Linked DNA regions of Sus scrofa: region 1 is linked to region 2. The links are chromatin contacts, called in public Hi-C maps. All regions are on one chromosome and are shown on one strand. Each heading gives the region's core, a stretch centred on a gene start, on an enhancer-like site or on the middle of the called end of the contact. The rest is flanking DNA. Distances are from core to core; before and after follow the strand shown.

The links. A called contact is a pair of places that touch in the nucleus more often than the background predicts.
Region 1: a contact with region 2 is called in a Hi-C map of omental adipose tissue, with 2.2 times the contacts expected there. The contact joins two enhancer-like sites. A contact is called at or near these places in 23 of 47 Hi-C or Micro-C datasets (adipocytes, alveolar macrophages, blood and 16 more) and 2 of 2 datasets of contacts at active chromatin or transcription factors (alveolar macrophages and skeletal muscle).

Annotation. Positions count from the first base shown.
Region 1 is chr15:110,641,195-110,647,106 of Sscrofa11.1, forward strand. No RefSeq gene overlaps it. Among named protein-coding and RNA genes, the nearest start is that of CREB1, 61 kb to the right of the region's middle. Within about 2 kb of position 4,282, at least 11 of the 83 cell types and tissues checked have an H3K27ac peak or open chromatin away from gene starts, as enhancers often do. A contact at or near this core is called in omental adipose tissue, where this site is marked.
Region 2 is chr15:110,052,009-110,058,124 of Sscrofa11.1, forward strand. No RefSeq gene overlaps it. Among named protein-coding and RNA genes, the nearest start is that of FASTKD2, 34 kb to the left of the region's middle. Within about 2 kb of position 4,458, at least 6 of the 83 cell types and tissues checked have an H3K27ac peak or open chromatin away from gene starts, as enhancers often do. A contact at or near this core is called in omental adipose tissue, where this site is marked.

The DNA of each region.
Region 1 (5,912 bases), core at 3,032-5,531, 590 kb after region 2:
ACTTGAGATGAGTGCCCTTTATGTACCCTATACCACGATCTTTTAAATTTTTAAATAAAGAAAAACCATGGGTGCCTTGAGTCTGAGCACAGTTCTGTGGAATAGTGATGAATGTCAGAGGGATGCAGAACTAGCTGAAGTCACAGAGAAGGGCGGGTTCCCTGGGACAATGTTTCAGAAGTGTGGTTTCTGTGTCCTGAGGGGCTTGATTTGGTAAAGAGGAGTGCAGAGAGCATTTCCTCCAAAGGAATAACAAGAGGTTCTCAGACAGTCCCAGACCATGTTTCCAAGTCAAAAACACCATGGACCCATGACTGTAATGAACGGCTCAGGATGAAAGAGCTGGCAAAACTTCCTCATGGAGACAGTTGTCCATGATTTACTAAGGATGAACAAAGAGCGACAGTTCTACGGCTCAAGAATTTTGGTGACATAAGCTATCCTAAGACAATAAATCTAAGCTTTAAGGTCAGAATAAAGTCTTCTCACAAGTGGAGAAAGTTAGAACTCAAACAACTATTTATGTCTACATACGTGTCAGAGGCAGTCATCAAAATGGCACCAATTTGTTCTGAGAAGCAGCCATGGGCAAATCAACTGCACACACAAAAGAGGAAGAGCACCTTTCTCTGCCCACCTCTCGCACTTCCACGTCTTCAGTAATAAGCTTGGGAGAAGGGGAGTTCCCTTGTGGAGCGGCGGGTTAAGGACCCAGCATTGTCCTGCAGTGGTTTGGGTGGCTTCTGTGGCATGGGTTTGATTCCCGACCTGGGAACTTCCATATGCCAAGGGCACATCCAAAAAAAAAAAAAAGGTAGAAGGGCTGGGCATCTTGAAGCAGAGCACCCAGGAGACAGTTGTCCATGATTTACTACGGATGTACTTGAAGGAAAAGAACTGGCAGGAGGTGAGGGAAGCAGGCTGAGAAAGAGGAGAGGATGAAGAATGGAGGAGGGAGGCCCCTGCAGAGGTGTACCTCTGTAGGCGAGGAATTTTGCCTTTTGTACCCATCCTATCAATCATTTGCTAGACCCTGAGTAGAGAAGACAGTGACCTCCTGCCAAAGACCCCTGATGGCCAAGGGCAACTCTTTGAAGAAAGGGATGACGTGCCAACCTGGTAGTGGGATCTAGGCTGGAAGCTGTCTACTAGAGTAGCCACTTGAGCACTGCATCTGTCATCTTTAAATTAGCAGTTCGTGTTGGCAATCAGACCAGCCCATTACTTTCACACTACCCTCATGATTTGCATGGCCCACATCTAAAAAAAAAAAAAAAAAAAAAAATCACTGGGTTTTCCTGCAAAAAACTGCATCTCAATGCTAAAGATGCGGATTGCTTTCAGTAATAATTCAGATCTCTTGTGTTAGCAGCAGTAGTAAAACAAAACGATTATACTGAGTGCTAGGCAGTAGCAATAGGCTCAGGTTGGCCCTCAGAAAAAAATTCCTTCAGATCCCAGGAAACTGGGGAGTAAGAGAGAAACAGAAGAAAGTTCGGGAGGGGGACAGAAAGTGTCTTCTCTCAAGCCATAAATCATAGAAATTGAATTAGATCATCTCAAATTGAGGGACAAAAAGCCAGTTATAGATCCATTTCACGACACTGGATGACATGGATTCCATTTGTGACTCACTGAGTAGCATTACTTATTCTGAGTGCTCCTCTGACAATGCAGGCACTTAACATGAAGACATGTGTACCGTTCCAGGAGGATAGAGGAAAGAGCAAAATCTGACGGTTTGCCTAGAAAGCAAACTCCGAGCCTCAAGCATTTCTGAAACCCACTCTCAGTGTCTCTGTTAAATTCTGCTTTTTGCATAGCTCAAAATTTATAAAAATCCTATCCTCTTTCCAGTCACAGTCAACACAATCAAACCATTTGAATCTCAGCCTGAGGGCAACAGATCACTAGAAGGCTAATCCTGTAGTAACTGGATGAGCCAGGGCTCAGGCCCAGGGGAGGGGGCAGGGGGGCAGAGCTGCAGAAGGAGGCTGGGACCTGAGACCTATGGCCTCCTGGTGAGGACCGTGCCACCTGGGAAAGTGAGCTGGGCTAATAAACACTGCAGCCACTCTCTTCCCCCACCTCCTCATCACCTGGCAGAGCCACCCTTGTCCGGATCCATCCAGAAGCTGTCCACACCGGGCACAGAGCCAGCTGGGGAAGGGTGGAGAGCAGATGTGGGGCAGCATGGTAGCCCGCCATCCTAGGCATGGAGTTAATATCTTTTACAAACAGGTTAGCAGTTATAGATTAAAAAAAAAATTCATTATTTTAATTTATTCCTTATGGGAAGTATTTTGTGTATTATTGATAGTAACGGCTGCCATATCAGGCACTGTACTAGAGGCTTTACTGTTAGTTATTTTGTTATTTAATCTTCAAGATAACTGGGTGGTGCATATGATTGGCTTTGCTTTGTAGATGATCAACTTGAGGCTTAGAGGGCTGAAGAACTGACGTTACAGCCCAGAAGGGAAGGAGCGGGATGGGACACAAGAACACTGATGGCATAGCCTCCTCTGTCCTTCTTCCCAGGGATGATGCTGAGGTTGTTCAGAACATTTAGAAGCCCTCCTCGGACAGCATCCCACGGCATGCAAATTTCCCCAGGCCAGCCGTCGAACCCAAGCCACAGCAGTGATGATGCCAAATCCTTAAACACTAACCCACCAGGGAACTCCCTGCATTGCTGGTTTTCTTTTTCTTTTTTTTGGGGGGGGCTGCACCTATGGCATATGGAAGTCCCCAGGCTAGGAATTGGAGGCTCCCCCCCCCCCCCCCGCCTACACCACAGCCACAGCAACCCGGGATCCGAGCTGCATCTGCAACCTACACCACACCTTGTGGCAATGCTGGATCCTTAACCTGCTGAGTGAGGCCAGGGATCAAACCCTCATTCTCACAGACACAATACCAGGTTCTTAACCCGCTGAGCCACAACAGGAACTGCCTTGCTTTTATTTTATTTTTTATTGTAGTTGATTTACAATGTTCTGTCAATCCCCTGCATTGCTTTTAAAGTGCTCTTAGAAGCCTCTCCCCCATCCCCCAAATCAGTCACATGACTTTATAGTCACACATTTGTAACAACAGCCAAAGAAGATGGCGATGATTCACCCTCATCACGTTCACCAGATGTAAGGCCAGATGACACTTGATGATTTCTGAAAGTCAAATGTGATTTACCCTCAAAGGGCTGAGGATATTAAAAATAAGCTCTGAATGATAACTCCGAAAGAGAGGTCTCCAAAACAACATCGGTACGGCCAGACATCGCCATTGAGAATGTGGTGCCTTCAAAATCCACAGCGGTTTTCCCACGGAATAATCCCAGGCCTCCTAAGGAGGCCCACTGCTTATTTATAGTAGCTGGAAAATTGGAAACAATTTAAATCTTTAAAAATAAACATGCTTGGGTATTACCTGTCTCCACCCCACCCTACCCCTGCCTCAGACGGAAACCAACCCAGGGACAGGAACCGACTGCCCTGCCCACCCACTCTCCCCTGCTCCGCACGCCGAGCCTGGCACGTGGAGGATCCTCAGACATCTGTTGAATGTATGATGGAAGGAAGGGAGGAAGGAAAGAAGGAAGGTAGCAGGGAAGGGGGAGGGAGGGAAGAGAGGAGGAAGGGAGGGAGGGAGAGATGGAATTCCTCTTCCCTCCTAGAGCAAAACCTTTGTGTAAATATCCCATGTCCTTTGGTGTCCTTCTGCAAGGAGAACTGCTAATAATGATGAATACAAAGTGTCTTATTTCCTCGCTTATGAGGCCAGCAAATCATCTACAGAACTACCTATGGGAACGTAAGAAAACAAATAACCCCTGCCCCTCTCATCCTCTCCGCCACACTCCCACACCAGCTTCCCTCTCTCCCTCCCACCCTCAACTGTCAAAACAATCACCAGTTCCGTTTGGCAGTCATCAAGCATCCTTTTCTTGCAAGGCCGTCCAAAAAATAATGAGTATTATTACATGTCCTCCACGGCCGTGTAATCGGCTAATGCTAAAAGTGCTAAGAGAGATGGCGTTTTGCTGGTTCACATCTAAAATTTAGACAATCAACCATGAATGCCCCAGGCTGATCACATGCTGGGAGAAGCAATAATAATACGTCTGGCCAGATTTCCCTGCCAACTGGAAGGCCCAGGTTGGGGAGCAGATGTGCTGTGGAGGTGATACATTTGGTTTTCAGTGGGGAGGGTGTGTGGGTCTCATCTGTCTTCCGCACCCCTACTGGTCAGCTCAGAGCTCAGCACTAAGCCAGCTGCTTAAGGCCCTGCTCTCTGCCGTGTGCATCCTCCAGGCACGAAGAGACACGTGCCCTGAGGAGGGGAGTGCTCCGTGCCCTAGTGGCACCACCAGGCTTTGCTCACAGGCTCCTCTTTCTGATGTGGAGTAAACCCTCCCTTTCCCCACAGCCAGAATTCAGTGGCACTCGCTTAGGGGAATGTGGCAGTGTGTCCCCGCCAGGCCAGGGAGGTCCACTCCCCGCTCATACAATCAGCCTGCAGATCCGCAGCCGGCTGGAGGCCACAGATGACCAACTGCAGAATCAATAGGCCTCTGTCGCTGCCACATGAGGGAGACCCCAGCTTATCAGCAGCATCATGATAAGTACCTATTTGCCTGACATCTCCTCAATCAATAACTTTGTTATTGTTTGCATTATCTGACTATAAGTTTGGTCAATATACCCAGCTAATGGGTAACATGAGCTGGGATTGCATTTCAGTTTTTTTCAAGTTTAACTCTCTCTGCACCAGCCAGGGGTCACTGAGTGAACCTTGCCAGCTCTACTTCGCTTGTGCTGAGTTTCATTAACCTTCCAAGACATAGGCTGTCTTGAGACAAGGAAATTAATGTTGCCCAGGTCTAAACCAAATTGAATAAACCCTGCCTCTCTTTGCTATTACTTTTATTAGGTTTTCACAAGGATGGGCAGATGGGGGTGTGTGTGTGTGTCCATCCTTTCCTTAATGCGCTGGAGAGAAGAAAATCAACTTGCTAGTGTGTGGATCAAGATATACAATGCAAACCAGCTGGGTGGGAAATGTGCATGGGCCTAAACAGGTTTGAACCCCTCGACATGATTAGCCTAAGATAGATATGGTAACACCATAAAATAAATAGAATAAAAAATAAACATCCTCGAATCCTGTCACAGCTCAGCTCTGCGCGCTGCGTCAGAAGGGCCATGGCCATTGTGTGGTGAGAATTACCAGCAGATGGCCTGGCGCGTCGAGACGGCTCCAGCTGGCCCCTCGCCCTTCTCAGGACTGCACAGGGCTCTCCTGCAAGATCAGGCCCAAAAGGTTATGGCTTAAAAAAAAAAAAAAAAAGCAAAAGAAAGAAAAACCTTGTAGTAGCAACAGTGTGCAATGCACAGAATGCTTTGATTTTCTTGTCACATTAAAAATAATTTACCGGTTTCTCCAGTCCAGATTTAGTGGCAACCCCAAGTAGAGAGGGAATAAACAAATTACTCACTTACCAGAATGAGCCTGGTAGTATTCACGGCCTACTCCATCATTCTGCCTTTAGGTGCTTTTTCCTTCTTTCTTTCTTTTGATTGGTTATAATAAGCTATTCATATATAACTGCATTGGTAATGAGGTATAAATAGCTAGATCACGGGACGGTTTGTCTTTTAATACTTAACGTTAAAAGTGAGCTACAGGATTTTCCAATAGCAAACTGCTGCCTTCTAGGTCACCAACTCATGGAACCCCAGAACCAGCCGTAAGCTGGTCCGGTGTGGCCCCCGATTTTACAGCTGAGCGGCACCCAAGTCAAACATCTTGTCACCTCAGCCCCAGATCTCAACTCCCTGCCTTCAGCTCCCCTGCTCTGAGGGCCCCTCATACACACGGTGGCTGGGCTGTCCTTAGGTCTGATTAATTTC
Region 2 (6,116 bases), core at 3,208-5,707:
GGTATCATTACATCATTATTTCTAAAACTTTCCTAATGATTACAGTCACTTGCGAACATGATGAAAAATACAAATTCCTGGGCCCAAGCCTAAATATACCGATTCCAAATCCACAGAGGAGGGGCCTGAAAAAACCACACTGCTTGAACTCATGGTATCGCCACCATATTTTCGTTAAACATAGGACATGCACCTAAGGTAAAGAGATTGTGTCTTGCAGCTCACAGCTCTGAGGCAGTTCTGGCCACAGACCCTAGAAATGTTAGGAACATTCGTTTTTTGGAAGGATAGCATAGGCTTCAAAGTGATTTCTTTGGAAGGCAATCTTTGAATGTCCTCCTTTATTGTCACTAAAAGGAACAGCCTCACTGCTGTGAAGGCACAACTCATGACATTTTATAGTGGAAAGAGTAAGACAGCCCAGATCTGGGATCCTGGGGAGGTCTCTTAACTCCTCAGAGCCTTGGTTTCTTCATCTGTAAAGTGGGGGTGCCAACACCCCATTTGAAGTGTGTATATCGGAAATAAATATATACACTTTGTCGTGTAGCAGATGCTTAATTGGTGGTTCTTATAATACTAAATAATATGTATTTATATTATTTTATTATAATATTAAATATATTTTATAATATGAATTTATAATATACATAAATACATGATTTTATATATAATAAATATTTATTATATAATATAGAAAATAATTTTATTATTCCATTTAAAATTTAATAGCATTGTATTACTATAATATATTGTATATGTGGCTGTGAACCTTGTATAATAAGCTAGCCAGCCAGGGTCTCCAGCTGGATTAAGTCTGAAACTGAATCTCTTTTTAAATTTTCATTTTTTATAGCACTGGGAACTATGTCTGGTCACTTATGATGGAGCATGATAATGTGAGAAAAAAGAATGTATACATGTATGTGTAACTGGGTCACCATGCTGTACAGTAGAAAAAAAATTAATGTATTGGGGAAATAAAAAAATAGATTTTCATTTTTTAAAAATTTGATGGAAGTCTAGTTGATTTACTATTTTGCGTTAATTTCTGCTGTACAACAAAGTGATTCAGTTTTACATATACACATATACAATCTTTTTCAGATTCTTTTCCCATATTTAGGTTATCACAGAATATTGGGGAGACGTTCCCTTTGTTGTACAGCAGGTCTGTAGATGAATCTTGAAGGATGTGTTCAGGGCATCTTCCATATCCGTCATGTAGATACAGGGAGGTGGGGGTGGGGTGGGCAGGGCACCGCAATATTCTGAAAGGAAAGTTGCAGTGGCAACAGTAAGATGTGAATAAAAATGTCCCCTAGGTGGTGCTGCATCATCGTGAAAATGCAAGCAAGACCCGGTATTTTTAGAGGTGACTTCCTTCTGGTTTGAATTTCAAATAAGAGCAGGACAGCTCCCTGAGATGTCTGGGAGAAAATGGCCAGGAAGAAAGAGTCTTTTTAGTAGGAATGAGTATATAATACTCTTGCCAGTGAGGCCCCGCGGGGTGTTGGGTTTGCTGTAGTTGGAAACAGGAAGCAAGGTCGGGCCCACTTTTATTCATTTGCTGTTGGAGCTGGGTCTGATTTTGACAGGTTGAGAACCATTTCTAACTCTGCTGTGGGGGACCCTTTAGCCTGGAATGTCAGTACCTGCCCCTCCAGGGACTAGGTATGGGATTTGAGGGATGGGAGGACAGCTGGGGTATGCAGAAATAAAATTCTAATAATGAGCTTTAACAAGAGGAGCCCTTTACTGTGCTGTGTGCATATCACTGTGCATTTCTCAGCTGCCCTTGTCCTTTCCAACCACGATTTCTGGGCAACCTATTTTTCTTTCGGCATCAGAAGCGATAGCATCTGGGAAGTGAATCTGATGAATTCTGTCTGGCAACCAACATCTTTCAGACTGCCAGATCCTCGGGGAGGAAACGGAGATGCTCAGGAGTTGGTTCAGGGCCAGATATACCTGTCCTTGAGGTCCTGGTGATGGGGGAAGGAGACTGGCCAAATGTGATGCAGAACTTCTGAAACTCCACTTCCTGAGTTCATTTCCATTTTGGCAAGATGGGACTTTGGTTTCCAAGGGAAGGAGTTCACATGTATTAAAATGTCTCAGTTGCTGAAGTTGCTTTGTGTCCCCCACTAAAGCCTTCTGCCATCAATTCCTGTCTCTCAACACATTTTCAAACGTGGTGTCGTTGCAGGGTAACCATAGCAACTAGGCTTATTCAGAAATGACTGAATCTAAGCAATAAAGGGAGAGGTAACCCCATGGTATTTTTTTTTTACTGGCAACTCGCAAGACGCCATTAATTCTAATAATTATTTAGGCTGAGAACTCTTATCTATGCACGAGACACTGTACAGTTTTAAGACATTTGATTCTTAACAACCACCCTTTACGGTAGTCATCCATATCCTTCTAAATAGTTGAGAGGACTGGAGCACAGAGATTTTAAGGACTGGTCCATGGTTGTACAGCTAGTTGGATCTGCTGGACCTTGAAATCAGTGGGCCTTCTCTATGCTATGAATGCACTGCTTTCTGAGGAAAGCTAGCAAGAGGCTTTCAATGTCCATCTTGCAGGTACTGAAAATGAGTCACAGAAACAACATAGAAATTGTTCAAGGCAACAGCAGAGCTGCAAAACCTCAGTTCCCATCCATCCAACACCTTTCGGTTGTATGTGGCTTTAGAGCCCCCAACACGATCTCATCTGATGCTCACAACATGTCTTTGCGATCAGTACGTCTGCTTACAGACACGAGAATTGAGACATTAAGAGGTTAAATGACATTTCCCAAGGTCACATGTATTCTATTGAAGAGAAGAAACCAAATTCATCTCTCACATCATGCTGCCTTCCTCGATTTGGTGCTTTAAAAATATTTCATCCGTCCATTCACCTGTTCATCTATTTCCTAGGAATTTATGAATGTATTAGGCACCATATATTATGTGTGGTTGACAAGGTTTTCAGGATTAAGTTTAATTCATCAGAGATGAATTTTACTCTATATAATGGGACTATCTTTGACTTGAGTATTGTGGAAGTACTCTTTATGAGTATAAACCTTATACATGGGAATTACATATTCAGCTTAAGAAATGCATGCTATATATGCTATAGATATGATATCATAAGTTTATCTCTCTCTATTTTTTATTACTCAAATGAATTTATCACATCTATAGTTGTATAATGATCATCACAGTCCAATTTCACAGGATTTCCATCCCACAACCCAAGCACATCCCCCCACCCCCCAAGTTTATCTCTATAAATTGCCTAAAATGATCATGGGGAAGGATGCTATGCTTAAAATTTTTAGTTAAGTCAAAAGCTGATATGCCTCAACAGCAATACGATCTGTAATCCTAGTGAGAGCCACCTGCCACGTGAGGAGCCCAGAGCGTGGAGTCGGGGGGTGGGGGGGGGAGTAACCCCGTATCCTGGAGGGCACCTCTGCTGGCTTGGACTTATTGTTCACTCTATGAGGCAGAGCCATGACTTAGAGAGTGACACTCAGAAACCACGACTCGGAATTCTTTTGAGAGCTTGGTGTGAGTCCTTTGAACATTGTAGGGACGGGAGGCTTGGAGATGAGATTCTGACTCTTACCTGGAACAGCCCAAAGGCAGGAGGCTGCCTGGAGTTGCATCTGATGGCAGAGCAAAAGCAGAGGGCAGCGGGAGAGGGCTTTAGGCTTCCAGGTTTTGCTGGCGAGGGGAAGGCATGGATGCATAATCTTTCCCGTGGATTAAACAGATGCCGAGGAAGATGGTAGGACTGAGTCATCCTGAAAGGCATTGCCCTGGAGGACTTCTTGCCAGGGTGCCACAAACCCAGCAAAAAGAGGCTGAATGAGGTCTTCGCAGTCAGAAAGCTCATGGCAGGGGCGGGGCAGGGACCCTGTGGTGTCAGAGGGCTACAGCCAATGGAAAAGGGGGTGGTGGTGGTTGAGTATCTCTTAAGAACGGCCCCCCGCCCCCCGACCAAAGTGGAGGAACCAGCATTTGGAAGAACCAGCGTTGGGCATCTAACACAAAAATGTGTCTGCACAGAATACAAAGTCACTGATTCATATTAAGACCTTGCCCTCCTACCCCTTCTCTCTCCTCTCAGTCCTGACCCTTCAGGAGGCAGCACAGTGAGGGCGGAGGAGGAGTGAAAGAAAGAACAAAGTGACAAGCAGCAAGCAAGGGACACCGCTCCCTACTGAGTGGGAAAGGGAACCTTAAGTTGAGTGAGAAATTAGTATTTTGAGAGTCAACCAGTAGATGGACTTTTTAATATCTGAAAGTAAGGCTATTCTACCATCTAAGTGTGGCCAAAAATGCTGGAGGTCTCCTTGCTGGGGGGTCGGGGGGCGGGGTGGGGAGCAGGGAGCCAGTAGAGCCTGAACAATGCGCAGAGGATGGGAGAAAACGGGGCTCTTTCCAGCCTCACTACTGACCCAACCCATTCAATAGGCTGGTTTCACTTCACAAAAGCCCTCCAAGTGCCTAAGATATTTTCAAAGGAATCACTGACTTTCCTTCCCTTGCTCCTTCACCCCCAGCAGCTAGGCTCATTCCAGATTCATATCCTGTGTGTTTTTTTCCTCTTAACTTCTGGTTAAGGAAGCCATCCTCCCCCTCTTCTGCTTGGTTTCACATTTTTCACTTGAGGGTTTTTACCAAGGAGAGGGAATACTTTTTCCATAAATTGCAGGCAAGAGCTGCCTGCTCCCTCTAGGGTGACTTTGTTGGGTGAGGATAAGGCTTCGGGATAAGGCTGGAATCTGAAGGGAGTAAACATTAAAATTAGAAAAATTTATCTCTTGCAATAAAATATCCCCTACTTCTGCTCATAATGGCACGTAACGTTATGCAGTGCAGGGCCCCAACAAGAGGTTTCTACAGCTATTTATGCTCGCCAGGGAAAGGGATTTTTTTTTCTTTGTTTATTGTTTTATTCACGATTAACCAGCATTGTAATGATAGGGTTATAATGATAACAGTAACAACACGACAAATGAAAATGTTCGAGGTGCAAATTGCATGCAAAATGCTAACTCTAGAACATGAAAAATTTCAGTGGCCAGGAGTCTATTCTGTGTGTGTGGGGTCGGGGGGGGCGCGCGCACGTGCTTCTTGGGGGAAAGGGAAGGAAGAAGGGGAAAAGATTACCCTAAATATGTGACTATGGATGAGGCAGGAATGGCCAGTGCTCCTCCTCTCTCTTCCAAAGGCTCTGCTTTGCATTCAAGGTCAAGAGTGCTTAGCGCTCCCACAAGCCTTCCTCTTCCTTCTAGGCCTCACACAGAATGAGAATTAATCATTGCCAGAGTTACAGTGATCTTTCCTGCTTGTGAAAATCCACATGTAATAGTTTCTGAGAGGCAGTATTTCTCTCTCAACAGTCCCAGAAAATTCTAGCTTCCCCAGGGTTGACCTTGAGTCATCAACAGCCCTGTTTCCCACCTTCTTGACTCTGGAAGAGTGTTTGGCTTTGTAGCTTATGACTTTCCCAAGGTTTCTAAGCCGGTCCAACCAATAGAAAATGTATCCTCTCCACCTGAGGAAGCAAATTCTTTGGAATGTCTTCAGTGAGAGCAGATCTCCAAATTGTCATCCTTCGCATGTGGCTGTGGTTTTCACAAATGGTTAAACGTGCCTCACAGCTAACATTGGTGAATGAGGTGGATAAAATGGAGTTAAACTCTTTTGGGTCAACAGGTAAGCCTAAAGAGATCATTTTCCTCTAAGATGGAAACACTAGCTCTGGAAGCAGTTCCAAAAGAAAAATGCACCAGATATTTTGAACAATGTTGGCATCATGGGAATGCAAATATGGTGAGTCTCCCCGGGAAATTCTTTTAAGCCCAGACCCACATCTATATCTATAACATATCAAGCATAACAACCACTGTGTCTTCACATTTGCCTCAAAGGTTAGCTAAATTAGAGCCTCCAACTTTGAGGTGTATATTGTGCCCATTTCACAGATGAAGAAATCTAGACTTCGACTTACCAGCCATGTGGCTTGAAGCAAGTTATTTAATCTTTCAGATTTGATTCCAGGGTTATCTATGACATATTACATAACTTCATACCAGTCAAACAAAA